Linked DNA regions of Mus musculus: regions 2 and 3 are each linked to region 1. A link is a contact called in public HiChIP or PLAC-seq and promoter capture Hi-C data. All regions are on one chromosome and are shown on one strand. The core of a region is the stretch at or near the end of the contact, and the rest is flanking DNA. Distances in the headings are between cores, read along the strand shown.

Region 1 (4,290 bases), core at 1,299-3,798:
GCTTGGAGGCAGAGCTGTTCTCTGAGCCGGCTTGTCCCGCAGAGCCTACTCTGCTGTTGTGTTCTGAGGCCAGACTCCCTCAGCACAGCCTTCACTCGTCTCAGGATGGTATCCACACAAATAGATGTTCCAGCAGAGACATCTGCCTTCTCATCCATGTTCTAAAAGGGGTGGGGTGGGGTGACTGGTCTCACATCAGGGAGGCTTCCTTTACTATTTTCCCAGCATATCAGCTCCTATTCCTGAAACACAGACAGACCCAGGAATAATGTTTTGCCATCTGTCATGGATCCCTTAGCCCAAAGTGACCCAAAAATTCACCATCATACTAAGGTCTCCATCCTAGAAATGTCCAGTTAGCTGACAGCTGTGGTGGGCTGGCCTGGGGCTCAAGAGAATAAAGTACTTGTGTGACCTAATGGCAAGCTATTAACCTCCCCACTCTACCACCAGAGAATCTGACACAGTGTGAAACTAAATTCAGTGATTAAACATTTATTAGAGAAAATTAGTAAGCAGGTCCCAGAGTGTGGTGAACTCAAGAGTCACCTCGGCCCTGTGTGCTAATACGCATACTTCAGTTACACCTTGCACAAAAATTACCCAAGCAAATGCAACAGTATCTTAAGACAACTGTAAACAGTTCACCAAATAGTGTGAATTATAAGGGAGAAGAACACCCCCTCTGAGTATTTTAGACAGTTCTCATATACTGAATAGCACTAAAACCAACAGTAAAGAATTTCTAATCACCCAGGTCTTAAGATGACAAGGAACAGCTTCCAAAATGTTTCTAGTAGCTGCTTTGGGACTGTGGCCTTTCTGAGTAAGTGCTACCTATTCAACTCTAGATAATTATTTTATAATAGCATAGTTTTAAAACAATATTTGAGAAAGTAAGCTTCACAAAGATAACTTTTTTTTTTTACATACATTTATTTCCCATAAGTACTTAAGTTACAGACATTATTAAAAATATATATTATCTATCATTTAGCTACAATCATTACTTCAACCATGAAAAACAGGTTTTAAACATATGATAGTACTTTAGTGAGGTCAAGGGCTGAAGAAAAGGTTAGATAGAGGTGCCGAAGTCAGCTGCTGGAGTCCTCTTCATTCAAGAGTCTATAGTCGTTTTCAAGATTCACTCCAGAAGCCCCATTCTTGACTCAGCAAACCGGTCTGTAAAAACCAAATACTTGTTTCCTTCATCTGCTTATTTTGACATTTAGTGGGACGCTGAACATAGATACTGCTAGCCTATCCCTACATAATTTACACTATTGATAAGGAAAACTAAAGGCCTACATTATTAAGTCATGAATTTTCTACCCAGAGGTGAAAATGAGATCATTAAAAATAACTAAATAATAAATCACTGTTCTTGAAATGTCTATACCAAAATGACTTAACGAGTTTTTATCAAAAAACTGTTTATCTTTTCAAACCCCCCCCCCATTCTCTGCCTTCTAATTTGCCACAAAACCGAAAAAATGAGAGCCAAAGAAACCCAAGATACTCCATTCTTTGACAGATGTAGGACTGGGGATACTCTGGAAGATAATACGCGTTTATCTGCATAAGTTATGGACAAGTTAAGTTTACAAGGCTTGCTTTGGGCTAAGCATTTTAAGCAGGCGCACAACACTCAAATCACTTTAGATATAATCACATTTAACCTGTCATGCTCTATTTTTTATTACTTACGATATTTATTTACTTTTATTTTTATTAGTTTTTAGTAATTATTTTTTATTATTTACGATAGATCTAATTATGGGTATAGGTTTCTAACACTTAACAGTTCGTTTGTGGTGATGAAACAGACAAATATGGGAAGTCAAGTTTTCTCCACACTCCTCTTGCCACTGGGGTGTCAAGGAAATCCATTTTCGCTCTTCCAACTCCGCCATCTCTAGCTGCCGTCCCTCCCTCCCTCTCCGAGAAGACTGAAGCAGCCGCCAGCTTCCTAAGCTCTTCAACTCTGCAACTCAGGATACTCACCAGGGCAAGAGGTACACGAAGACGAACAAGGCCAGGTCGAAAAGGATGAAGAGCCAGAGATCCAGCCAGTAGGAGTGTTTCGGAAGCCCGTTCATCCCGGACTGAGGTGCCTCATCTTGGTTCCTCCTTCCAGCTTCGAACGAGCCCCTCCGTTCCCGGACACCGTCGGTACCAGACGCCGCCTGGCTCACCTCCATCTCCGCGTCGTTTCACTTCCGCGCAACTGAGACCAAACCTGAAGACCGCTTCGCGCCCAGTCTAGCAACCAATTCCGGGTAACCCCGCCAATCGACTAGGCGCCCCGCCCCCGCCGCCGCGCCCCGCCCCGCCCCCGCGTCCCCGCCTTCCGGACTGCGCAGGCGTCCTCCCTTTCTAGGAATTCGCCTTCTTCGGCATTCCCGGGAACGCGCAGACTCCGCTGGGCCGGCTGCTCTTGGCGCAGGCGCTCTGTTCCACCACCCCTCCTCGCCCCCCGAACTTGGCGAAGGTGTCTGCCCCGCCTCCCCGACCGCACGCATGCGCTCTGTGCCCCGCCCCGTTGCTTCCTGGTGGGGTGTCCCCTTGCGGTGTTCAGAGGTGGTTTCTAAGGTGCAGGTGAGCTCTCTCACGTAGCTCAAACGCTGCCTTGCAGGGTGCATTACTGGTTCTCCCGGTTTCTGGGATGAAAACTGTCTCAACTCCTTTTCTCTGAGATGATGCCAGAACTTCAGGAACCGCCTCAAAGGATTCCAGCCTTGCCCACCCACAAAAGTAGTCTTTTTATAAACATGAGCGTGTGGGGGGATGTTTTTCTTTCTTCCTCCCTTCTTCCTTCCTTCCTTCCTTCCTTCCTTCCTTCCTTCCTTTCCTTCCTTCCTTCCTTCCTTCCTTCCTTCCCTTCCTTCCTTCCTTCCTCCCTCCCTCCCTCCCTCCCTCCCTCCCTCTCTCTCTTTCTTTCTTTCTTCCTTCCTTTTAAAAAACTAGATCGTGAGATTCTCTGATAATAACTTTGGAGACGACAACATTGTGTGACAATGTAAAAAGGTTGGCAGACCCCGTAGAATCATCTCTCCAATACACGTAAACTTTTTGGTTTCTTACATGTTTGGGAAGTGTGTACAGTTTGAGAACTTTGGATGATTTTGTACAGACTTGAGCGATTTGCTCATAATTTTTGAAACAGTTTTGATGAGGTGGACGTTGTAAGGGTCCATGATTCGCTGAAGAATGATACTCCAGACTCAAGTAGTTTGTAAACACACAGAGTGTTTTATTTTGTCGAAGTCCAGCATGCTGGAGTCTCCCATTACCAAGTATGCTCGCTGCACATTGGGGGAATTCTCGGATAGATGGGCTTTGTCTTACTCTTATCTCGGGCATTCCAGAAGCATAACCTTGGTGTGGTGGCTAGAAACTTGCCTGAGGAATCCTGGGGTAGGTGGCCTTATCTACTCTCTCTTAAGGACATTCTGAAACTATTGCCTGGGTGTGAGGGCTGAAAACCCATTGTCCTTGCTTCAGGCCAGGTTGGGTTTTTTTTTTTTGGGGGGGGGGGGGTCGTTTCTGATGGTAGGGCACTTTCTGACTAGCTGCCTGAAGCCTAGGATTTTAGGCCTAATCCCAGGAACTGCCAATTAGAAGTCTGTCATGGAATTAGCCTGTCTCAATTACAGTCACGAATTTTCAGAAGGCTCAGATAAGGTAAAGCGTGGAATTTACATAGGTATTTCATGGGAGTATTTTAATAAGCCACTCAACTCTATGTCAGAATATCCTGTAACCATTAGATAAAAACCTGTTGGAGTCTACTAACTTAGCAGCCCACTAACTTATACCAACCAAGTAGCCCTGATAGCATCGTGGGCTTACAGAAGAGCTTTCTCCTTTCCTAAATCAGCCTTTCTAAAGTACCCACCAGTGTATTTTGGGCTTGCCTTGTTTTATTACTTTCTTGGTTCTGTGAAGCAATTTTAAAAACTTCACGAAACTGTTTCCATGTGGGAATATGGAATTGGGTAACAGATATAGATCTGTGTCCCCATGGCCATTCAGGGTGGCTCCTGAATAAACTGTCTCTTTCTTTTAAGATGAGAGCTGTAGTTTTTGCATGGACAATACGAAAGTTGGTTATGGATTTAGAAAATTAGGGAACAAAAATAACAAATTATCTAAGGTTACTAAAATAACCAAAAAGTGAACTTTAATTTCAATATCTTAATGCTATTGTTGTGTCAGCTAGCTAACTGGGCTTCAGTTCACTAGTAGGTCATACAGACAAAGATAGCATGCAGCTGTAAAGAAGAA
Region 2 (4,705 bases), core at 1,052-3,551, 720 kb after region 1:
AAGCATGCCTCATCCAAAGGAAATGGTAGTTAAGCCAGTTGTTAAGAACAAAAGAATAATAGCAAGAGAGAGTGAGGAGGAAGGGGGTGGTGGAGGGTCTTGTAGATAGACAGACAAACTGGCAGGCTTCAGGAGGTATGCTGCTTGGTCAGAAGTGGAAAGTTGCAGGCCAGAGCCACAGTATCTTGGGCCACTTTAAATCCTTCCACTGTCCACCTCTACATCAGACTTAGCATCCTTGTGACTGTCGAAGTCTTCAAAATGTATTCCTAGGAAACTAGCGCTTTGCTTTCCACAGTCCACAAGCTAAGAATGTTATCAGATGGTGTCTGCAATCGAACAGTTTCCCCACTTGCTGTGCTCTACCTACCCGTGGGCCCCACTCATATATTCTGAAAGTCCTTTGATTTATGACTTTGATCTGTAACTAATGAATAACATCTCCCAAGAAACCTCTTCCACTGTGGAACACGGTATCTGAGAAGCCTGATCCTGGGCGGAGATCACTTATATTTGGCTCCAGAATAAAATCTTTTATTCCCTTCAAGGTGAGAGTTGTGAAGACTTTGTTTTTGTTTTGTTTGTTTGTTTGGTTTGGGGTTTTTTGTTTTGTTTTGTTTTTTTGTTTGTTTATTTTTTGTTTTTTTTTTTTTGCCAAGGGGGCAGTGTTCCTACGACCATTAATCATACCAAGTTCTGAAGCAGTGAGCAGCCATGGTTACATAAAACACCATCACCAAGAGTCGGGGCTCAGACAAAATTTGGGCCAAGAACGGTGAAGAAATGAACAAGGCAGGGCCGGCACTGCTCTGCAGGGCCCCTGGGCGAACTCAGCAGAACTCCTAATGAGGGTTATAAAGAAGGCCTTGTTTGGGGCTGTCAATTAACCTGAAGATCTGGGTGAGTGTTCCTGGCAACACATCTCTCTGGGTAGGAAGGCATGTAGGTTAAGAGTCTCTTGGGAAAAAAACAAACAACAAACAACAACAACAGCAACAACAAAACAATCCCAGCCTCCTCTCTCTGACTTGCTATTGATCATTTACAAAGCGGCCACCACCCTTCTTGCTGCTCTGACTGACCATAAACAGTTCTTTTTTTCTCCGTTGCTTTCTTGAAATGAAGTCGAATCATGTAATGGCAGGCCAGTGAATTCGTTGGTGTGAAGCCATAGTAACACTCATAAGGCTTCAAGCCTTTCTGGGGTCTGCAAGAGCCCTGAGAGGAAACATCTCTCTGACCTTGCCCTAAGCACCACCTCCTGTTTTATTTATCAGACCTTTGGATCTTAGCTGGACAAAGCCTATGCCTGCCCTCTCTGAGTTGGCCGAATCTGCTCCCAGAGGCACGGGCATTCTTAGTTAACTCCAAGAGTCTCAAGTCTCTCAAAGCTTTTGTGGATCTTTTTGTCTTGTTCTTCCATCTTGGCCTGTATCTTCTTGTCTTTTCACATCATGCAAAGGTCAACCGAGACAATGCATACTCCATGGATTTCTGGTGGAATTATGATGTCTCGGGACCCCATGAAAGCAGATGTACCTGCCCTTGGTACCCGGTTCAGTATCATTTCAGCTTTGTTATTCATCCTACCCTACCCAGCCAGTCCCAATGTTTGTTTCTTCCCAGCTTTGTGAGCGCTGCCACTGTTCCAGCCTCCCCGCTCCCTTGCTGTTGAAGGAATGCCATGCTTTTGTGCAGAGCCTGACTAGTAAGCACATGTAGTGTTGGCCCTCCTTCAATTGCTGCCTGTTTCTGCCATTCTTTCTCATTAAAGGAGAGTAAAGTGTGAATGTGGGCTGGAGACAGGCCTGGGGCTGTTAGGACCTGAGTCTGACCGTGGCTCTGGCATTAAGTTTCCTTTTGCCCTCAGGTTAGTGAGTGTGTGTGTGTGTGTGTGTGTGTGTGTGTGCATATTTTTGCTGGTTCTAATTAGTAGCTTATATTGTTTCTTGAGAGCATGTTAAATATTGCTGAAAATGCTAACTATTGAAAAAAAATCCTTAACCATATAGATGTGTTCTTTGGCAATTTCCAAATCCTTTTGTCTTTACCTGGTTTTGTAACGGCCAGGGCCAGCTATCTCCATTTACATTTGTCTGAGCACCTTCAACTAGCCAACTCACTTTTCCATAGCAAAATAGGATCATCAGGCACAGACATTCATTTATGGTGGCTGTTTGAACAATTCACCAGAAAATCCAAGAATGTGGTTATGAAAGCCAAGGCCTGTTGCCAAAGGGTGATTGTATATGTGTGCACTGCTGGTAGATCACGTGCTACGTTATGCAACATCTGACCGTTGATCCTTGGATGCCATCCAAAGAGTAGTTGGACGCCTAGAGAGCTGCTTATAGCTTTGGTGGGTACTAGACGCGTTTCCATTCTGTTTGTAAACAGTCTCTCTGCTGATATATCTGACAAGGCCCAGCTGGTCATCAGACCTGGTGATCTTGCTTATAGTGTCCAGGCAAAGTTCTCTAAACGGGCCAGGGAGGAGCCAGCTCCAAGTGTGCACTAGGAACGCTGGATGTTCCCAAGATCTCTATGGTATGCTGTAGGGCAGTGTGTTTTGAATGCAGCAACTTCAGCTTGCTCTGTTGGACTTGAACAAGCTAGGCAGCTCATTAAGAAAAAAAAAAAAAACCTTAGACATGTTACATTTAAGAGCATCACTTTGTGCAGAATGAAAGATCCATTTGTTATCAGATATCTCTCGGGATAAAGGCAGTTTGGAGAGTTCTACTCAACAATTTGGCAGGAAACAGAAGTGACATATAGAAAGATCCTGCTTGGAATCTTGTCAGCAGCTGATTTATTGGTTTGCATTCTATGATGGTTCATCTGCTATGATTGGCCAAGACTTAGCTACTTGTTAAAGAATGTATTCTCAAATTAGGTTACAGTTTGTCTGGGTATTTCTAAGTTATATTTTGCTACATGAGAAGGCAGCTTTGGGATAAGGGCAATGTGTCATTTGCTCCTCGGTTTTGAGAGACTGGTCAAAACCCTGTGCATCAGCACCAGTTTCTCTCAATTGTCAGAATGAATTCATTTGATTTCAGGATGGGGTATACATGGATTTATAATACCAAATTAATGATTCTATATGTTTTCTTCACATTTTTCCTATTTTTGTTCGTTTGGTCTTTTTTCAAGATAGAGTTTCTCTGTGTAGCCCCAGCTGTCCTGGAACTAACTCTCTCTCTCTCTCTCTCTCTCTCTCTCTCTCTCTCTCTCTCTCTCTCTCTCCTGTAGACCAGATGGACTCAAACTCACAGAGATCTGCCTGCCTCTGCCTCCCAAGTGCTGGGATTAAAGGCATACATCACCACGTCCAGTCATATTTTTTACCATCTTAATCATACAGACCATTATTTAACAAAGGATGGTGGTATACAAATCTTCAAGATTCTCAAGCTTGAATATAACATATCAGGGAGGCTGAGACAGGAGGATTGCCTCAAGGTGGAGGCCAGCTGGGGCTATATAGTGGGTTCCAGGACAACCTAAGCTACATAGTAAAATTCTATCTCACAGCATCTGCAAAACAACCAAAGTAAAATAAAGTAAAAATGAAGACTATTCCCCTACTGACGGAGTCTAACACACCTTCTTCTTTTCAAGGTTGGTACTAGTTTTGACTGTGGACAGCTGTGTGCTCTGATTATGGCAAATGCAATCATACACACAAACTGGCACTTTAGTCAGTGATAGGCCATGTATATGATGGTCTGGGAAGACTAGACTGGAGCTGGAAAACCCTTGGCACCCAGTGATCTCATAGTAAGTCTAAGATTGCAGCAGAAAACATTACTTACATATTTATGGTGATGCTGCTACAAACACCTCAACTCTGGGCCCATCAAATAAAAACAGAGAACCACAATTACGTAATGTACTAATACCTGAGAATGATAATAAATGACGGCATGACTGATTCATGCATGTGGTGTAATATCCTTTTTATTGTTGTTTTTGCTGATGCTGTTCTACATCAGAAAATAAAAAAAGCTTCCTGTAAAACAGTAGGCTACGTTAGCTCGGCGGCAGTCTTCCATGTCTCCTCTGTTGCAGATCTCTGGATCGCAATGTTCCCACCGTGCCTGATTTACTCTTTAATCACCATCAAGAGAGCAAGAGGAAGGATAGACTTGGAAGGAGAATTAAAAGCAGTAAGGACTACGGAGCTGGGAAATCAGAAATGGTTACTGAGTGCCAGTCAGTCATGTTCCATTCCATCCAAGTTATTGTCTTGATGAAAAACCAGTAAGAAAAATGGGAACCATTAACGGATCTGCTTCACAGAAGGCAACAGGACTGAGGGAAATCCCACCATGGCCTCTATCACTTAAGGAGAGGCTCCCAGTGATCGGGACTAAAGACCAGGCACAGAAGCACCATGGTAACCAGAACCAAAGCACAGAGGATGAGCTCACCGTTGAAAGAGAAGGCCAAGCAATGAGGCTGGGTTACTATTAACTCTGAGTGAATTATGAGGTTAAAAAAAAAAAGAATTATTCACTATGTAATATGCACAGAATGTCAAGTCTCTGAATACCAACATGAAGACAGTTAAACTTGGAAACTCTGGGTTAGGTGACTTCAGGGGAAAATGATTTACTAGAGCAAACATTTAACGTGTTCTGTTTTGGAAATGAATGCCTGATGGGACTTTCACCTTTAGGAGGGCATTGTCAGTGCTGGG
Region 3 (4,629 bases), core at 1,311-3,810, 960 kb after region 1:
GTTGTTAATGGTACCTTTAAATTTAGTAAACTAGACACTTAGTCAGAGTCACTGATAAAGATGATTTCAAAAATTAAAAGATTAACAAGTTTAAAGTCAATTCATGAGTAAAAAGAACTGAATAATTCGTGTCAAATTAGCAATTCAAAGTTGTAAACCCTGCTTCAAAAATACTTCTAATTTTTAGACAAGACTTAGAAAACCTGTTAGCATACCAATGAACACAGAGGGGAAAGCTGCACTATGATAAATGCATTAATTTTTAGAACATCTTTACAATTTTTCTCATTTAAAACTTTTAAAGGAGCAACACTACAATTGAAAGGTGTTTAAAATTAAAATCACACTTTTCTAATTGAACTATGACAATGAGAAAGTCTGGACAACATGCACTTTGCAAGGTCCTGTATATGACTTTCCCATGCGCCAAAATAAGTATTCTCTGCTTAGTGGTAATATAAAGTATAGTTAATAACAGATTGAAACTGGTAATTTAATTAAATTAGATAGTGATGCATGGAAAGTACTTAGCACAGTGCCTGGCATGAAGACTCAGTCATTGTGAGCTATTATTACTAAGGCACTTGATTGTGGGAAATTGTTTTTAAGCAGATTTAAATAATAAACAAGCTGTGGCTTCATAAGTCTGCAGATTGTAAACAAGAAATATAGGGCTGGAACCAGTTCCAGAAGCTTAACTAATTTCATGGAAACCCGAATATGCTTCCAAGTGAAGTTTGAACTGTGCAAACAGGCTGCTGAGTGAAATATTTGGGAAACTAATTCTCATCTCTTCCAACTCCAAGCCATAAATATTAAGAACTGTATTATCTATTTCTTAAAGAATTTTATAGAAAGTAGAAAATGAATATACAAAAGCAACTCTAACCTCTAAATTATATGTGCTTTACAAATGTGGACTCAGAGCTCAGTGGGAAAGTGCTAAAAGGCCGGCAAGAGGCCCTCGGGCCAACCGACCAGCAGGAGAGAAAAAACCCAAAACATTCATATAGATTTCCTAAACTCTCAGATGGGGACTTTTCCAAGACTTCAGCAGTTTGTGTCAATCAAATGTCCCCTCACACAGTCCATAATGTATATGACAGAAGCAGAGAGCTAACTGGGATGTAAAACTTCCCAAAATATCTGCACTTTAGTTCTTTCTTATAGTTCAAAATTGCATGATTTCAGAAATCTGTTATTTCAGCATAATTTCTGAGTTTGTGAGAATCTATTAAAAGACACTGGGAAAAAAAGCTCACACAGGAATCAAGTGTAAAGGTCTTTAACTACACTTTTAAAAAACACTCTACAAAAACAGAACGGGAGCATGTCGGGAACAGCTTTATCCTTAACAACGTCTAAAGTAAGATATACAACACACATTTCATTCCTGTGCAGTCTGAACCCAGCAGGATAACTAAAAAAGAAAGAAAAAGGAAAAGGAAAAAGAGGGAGAAAAAGCTGCCCTGCCCCCCACGCCTCCAGAATGTCTAGCATTCCTGGCAAGGAGGGCTCGCCTCTGATCAGCCAAAACCACCCAATGCCAAAGCGCACGTTCCCTATGCCTGACTTCATGCATACAGAGGAAAGGAGAGAAACGAAAAAGGCCAGCCAACATCGATAGTGTCAGACAAAAGACTCAACTAACAAGAGATAGTCACAGAGGCCTTAACAGGTAACAATCCTGTCTCCAAAAATTTGTTTGGTGTGTTATCTCTCAAAGGTGAAAAACCGATAAGGAGAGACTGTCATCGGCCACTAGAATTCTACCTTCAAAATTCCAGGTCTTGAGCACATGCATCCATAAATGTTTTAAAATTAAAACCATCAAACCTCCAAACATATTCAAAACAAAATGAGAACACACCAAGACACTGAGAGTGTGCTCAAACAAAAATATTCTCTAAACACAAAACATAGAAGACAACAATATGCACGATGGGACTCCTAAAATACTTTGGGACTGAGCACCCCATCTGGAGCGAGAATTGCTGGCGGGGTTGGCGGGAGCACACTGCTCCAGAGCAAAAAGCACGGATTCTGGGGCAAGGGCGCATAGGATTAAGCCTTGATACTGTCAATTACTACTTTGGGCAGATTTTTCACCTCAGCTTCCCTGTTTGAGAAATGAGTTCAAGGGTCATGGAGCTGTCCTGAGAATTAAAGGAGTTACAAATTGGGAAGTTTCAGTACTCGGTAGGTAAATACGAGCTAACTGGCAGCTTTACTTAGAATACCATCTGCTCACCCCTGCAGGTCCTTAACTCACAGTCCAGTTCCTAAGCTTAGCGAGGACTAAGAGCACCGAGAACTAGCCGCACATTCGGACCCAGACTCGATAGCAACTCAGGGGAACCCCAACTCAGCAGCCTCGGTGGAAACGAGCACCACCGCCCCTCACTCACCGTGGGGCTCCATCCTGTATCCCCCGTGCCGACTTCAGATGAACGCCCACAGCCTGGCGGCGGCGGCTCGTGCCGCCTAGGGCTCAAACTTGCTGCCTCCATCCTCCATGCCGGGCCGAGCCAGCACTGCTGTGAGGCAGCTGGGGCAGAGGTGCTCCGCCCTGGCCCCACCTCTGCCCCGCCCCAGCCCACCCCCTGGGGCTCAGCCCATTGGCTCAAACTCGCAGGGGCGGGGACAGAGCGCAGAGAAGGTAGAGGAGCCCGGGGTGTGGTAGTCTGTCAGCAGCTTCTGGTCTGACAGGGTCTCCTCACAGAAGACATTGCTTAGGAAAAGTCACCTTAGAACTGGATTTGCTAATAGGCATTCTTGGGTGGTGTATTTCCTGGACCACTTTCATCTTCTGTCACCAAATCCCGAAATGATACGAGCTGAAGACGAAGGCTCCACTCAGGTAACATGCAACAAGGCCTACCTAGCCCTAATTCCAAAAGAATTAACTACATCGAAACCAGACAACCATTCAGCCCCTTATAAAGGGCAGAATTTTCCACCAAGGCCCGTGTTTGGTCAACTGCCTTTTCAAACTCACCTCAGGATATATGAAGGAATGGTTTAAAAAGCAGCAGGTCCCTCGAAATACAAGGACTCTTGAATTCAACACAGAAAGCTAAGCTAGAGAAAAACATGGGGAGGGTGCCTGTGGGAACAGTATAGAGACAGAAAAATGGCCACCTGTGGGAGGAAAAGGATCCAGGGCAGTGTGAGGGGAGGTGAAAGAACGGGCAGCAAACCCCAAGAGAGAAACAAGCAAAGAAAGAAGAGAGTAGGACCCAAGGAGACCAGAAAATAAGACAGAAATACTGTAGGCCCAACAAGTGAGGCATTGAATCAGGAGAAATTTCTGAAAAACAGACACTTAAATTTTCCAATTATTACCAGAAAAACAGCCCCCTTAGTGTAACTTGAAAGGATAAATATGGAATTGCTTGGTTACTTTAGCTCTACAGTGGATTTTTAAGATTCATACAAATATATCCCTTCTGCCCTCAAACACAAAATACCAAATTTGCGCTCCAAATATTCAGGAACCTCTCAAAACCAGACTACTTTTAATTGCATTCGGGGAAAAAAAGTAGCAAAGACTTTTAGCATGGAAACTGATGTTTGAACTTTTAAAGCAAGCTACTAAGAGGAAAGGCATCCTCAAGAATAAAGGGGGTGAGAGTACGACTACAGTTAGAAACACACATTTGGGGGGAAATGGTAAGAAGTGGCTGCTTCAAGTGGTTCTTAGCTGCTCACACCCCCATTAAGTTATTTAAAAATATGTCAATTCTCTTTTTATACATCTGCCATTCCATTTAATAAAGAAAACTGAGTTGAAGTTGGTGGCACATTTCTGTAGTCCTACAATTTAGGAGATAGAGGCAGATGGATCAAGATTCCAAAGCCAGTCTCAGCTACCCAATGAGTTCCAGGCCAGCCTAAGGCTACACAAGAGTCTATCTCACTGAGCTCCCAGCCACCACCGATCACTCCCATCCAACTAATATAAAAGAAGATTGTGTTCTGATTAAAATGGATCTGATTATGTCACTTAACAAATAAGATGAACAAGTAACTGATAGAGAGAAAGGGGCATGAGGAGCTGGGAGAGAGACAAAGAAAAGTGTAAGGACAAAGACAATTATGGAGAGGAGGGTGAGGGAAGGACAGAGACAGATAATGAAAGCTGAGAAGGAATCGGAGATAAAAAGCTACAGTAGGAAGACTACTTACAGCTAAGGGAAAAGTGGAGGACACCTCGAGGTAAAAAGTTCTGGGGGAAGTGAAGCCAATTGGCCTCTAAGCAAAGATACGTTGACAACAGAGGCTCCTTGGTCACTTAGCTCCACATTGTTTTTTCAGATTTAGTTGTTTAAAATGCACTCATAAAGACACTACAAGACAATAATGCACCATGAATAGCCCATGAAACCACTGTTACTAAAAACTGAAGGGCACACTCAGGAGAAGAAAGGATTCTGAGGGTCAAGAAGGGACATCAAGAGAACAAAGTATTTGGCTCCATCTGACCACGTGTTTTGTTTTTGCTTTGGTTTTTTTTTTTTTTTTTTTTTTTGGTTTTTTGAGACAGGGTTTCTCTGTGTAGCCCTGGCTGTCCTGGAACTCACTCTGTAGACCAGGCTGGCCTCGAACTCAGAAATCCTCCTGCCACTG

Evidence for each region. Promoter capture Hi-C pulls out the DNA fragments that hold promoters and counts their contacts. HiChIP or PLAC-seq counts read pairs in DNA pulled down with a chosen protein or histone mark.
Region 2: an H3K4me3 HiChIP or PLAC-seq map of bone marrow-derived macrophages shows a contact between it and region 1, with 4 times the contacts expected there. The contact joins the enhancer-like site here to the promoter of 4933405D12Rik in region 1. A contact is called at or near these places in 3 of 39 promoter capture datasets (3T3-L1-derived adipocytes, hippocampal neurons and pre-B cells) and 4 of 115 datasets of contacts at active chromatin or transcription factors (bone marrow-derived macrophages, embryonic stem cells, extraembryonic endoderm stem cells and 1 more).
Region 3: a contact with region 1 is called in a promoter capture Hi-C map of pre-B cells, with 2.7 times the contacts expected there. The contact joins the promoter of Arhgap29 here to the promoter of 4933405D12Rik in region 1. A contact is called at or near these places in 2 of 39 promoter capture datasets (hippocampal neurons and pre-B cells).

The regions. Positions count from the first base shown.
Region 1 is chr3:122,922,374-122,926,663 of GRCm38.p6, reverse strand. It overlaps 4933405D12Rik (RIKEN cDNA 4933405D12 gene), which reads left to right and starts at 2,548. Exons shown (of 6, transcript NR_046036.1): 1 at 2,548-2,601. It overlaps 1810037I17Rik (RIKEN cDNA 1810037I17 gene), which reads right to left and starts at 2,267. Exons shown (of 2, transcript NM_024461.2): 1 at 2,008-2,267; 2 at 470-1,185. The coding sequence starts at 2,204. The coding sequence ends at 1,185.
Region 2 is chr3:122,196,822-122,201,526 of GRCm38.p6, reverse strand. It overlaps Gm46822 (a long non-coding RNA gene), which reads left to right. Exons shown (of 6, transcript XR_001783970.1): 6 at 4,075-4,121. Among named protein-coding and RNA genes, the nearest start is that of Gm40137, 12 kb to the left of the region's middle. Within about 2 kb of position 2,301, at least 83 of the 459 cell types and tissues checked have an H3K27ac peak or open chromatin away from gene starts, as enhancers often do. A contact at or near this core is called in 3T3-L1-derived adipocytes, bone marrow-derived macrophages and pancreatic cancer cells, where this site is marked.
Region 3 is chr3:121,965,737-121,970,365 of GRCm38.p6, reverse strand. It overlaps Arhgap29 (Rho GTPase activating protein 29), which reads right to left and starts at 2,560. Exons shown (of 23, transcript NM_001356524.1): 1 at 2,409-2,560.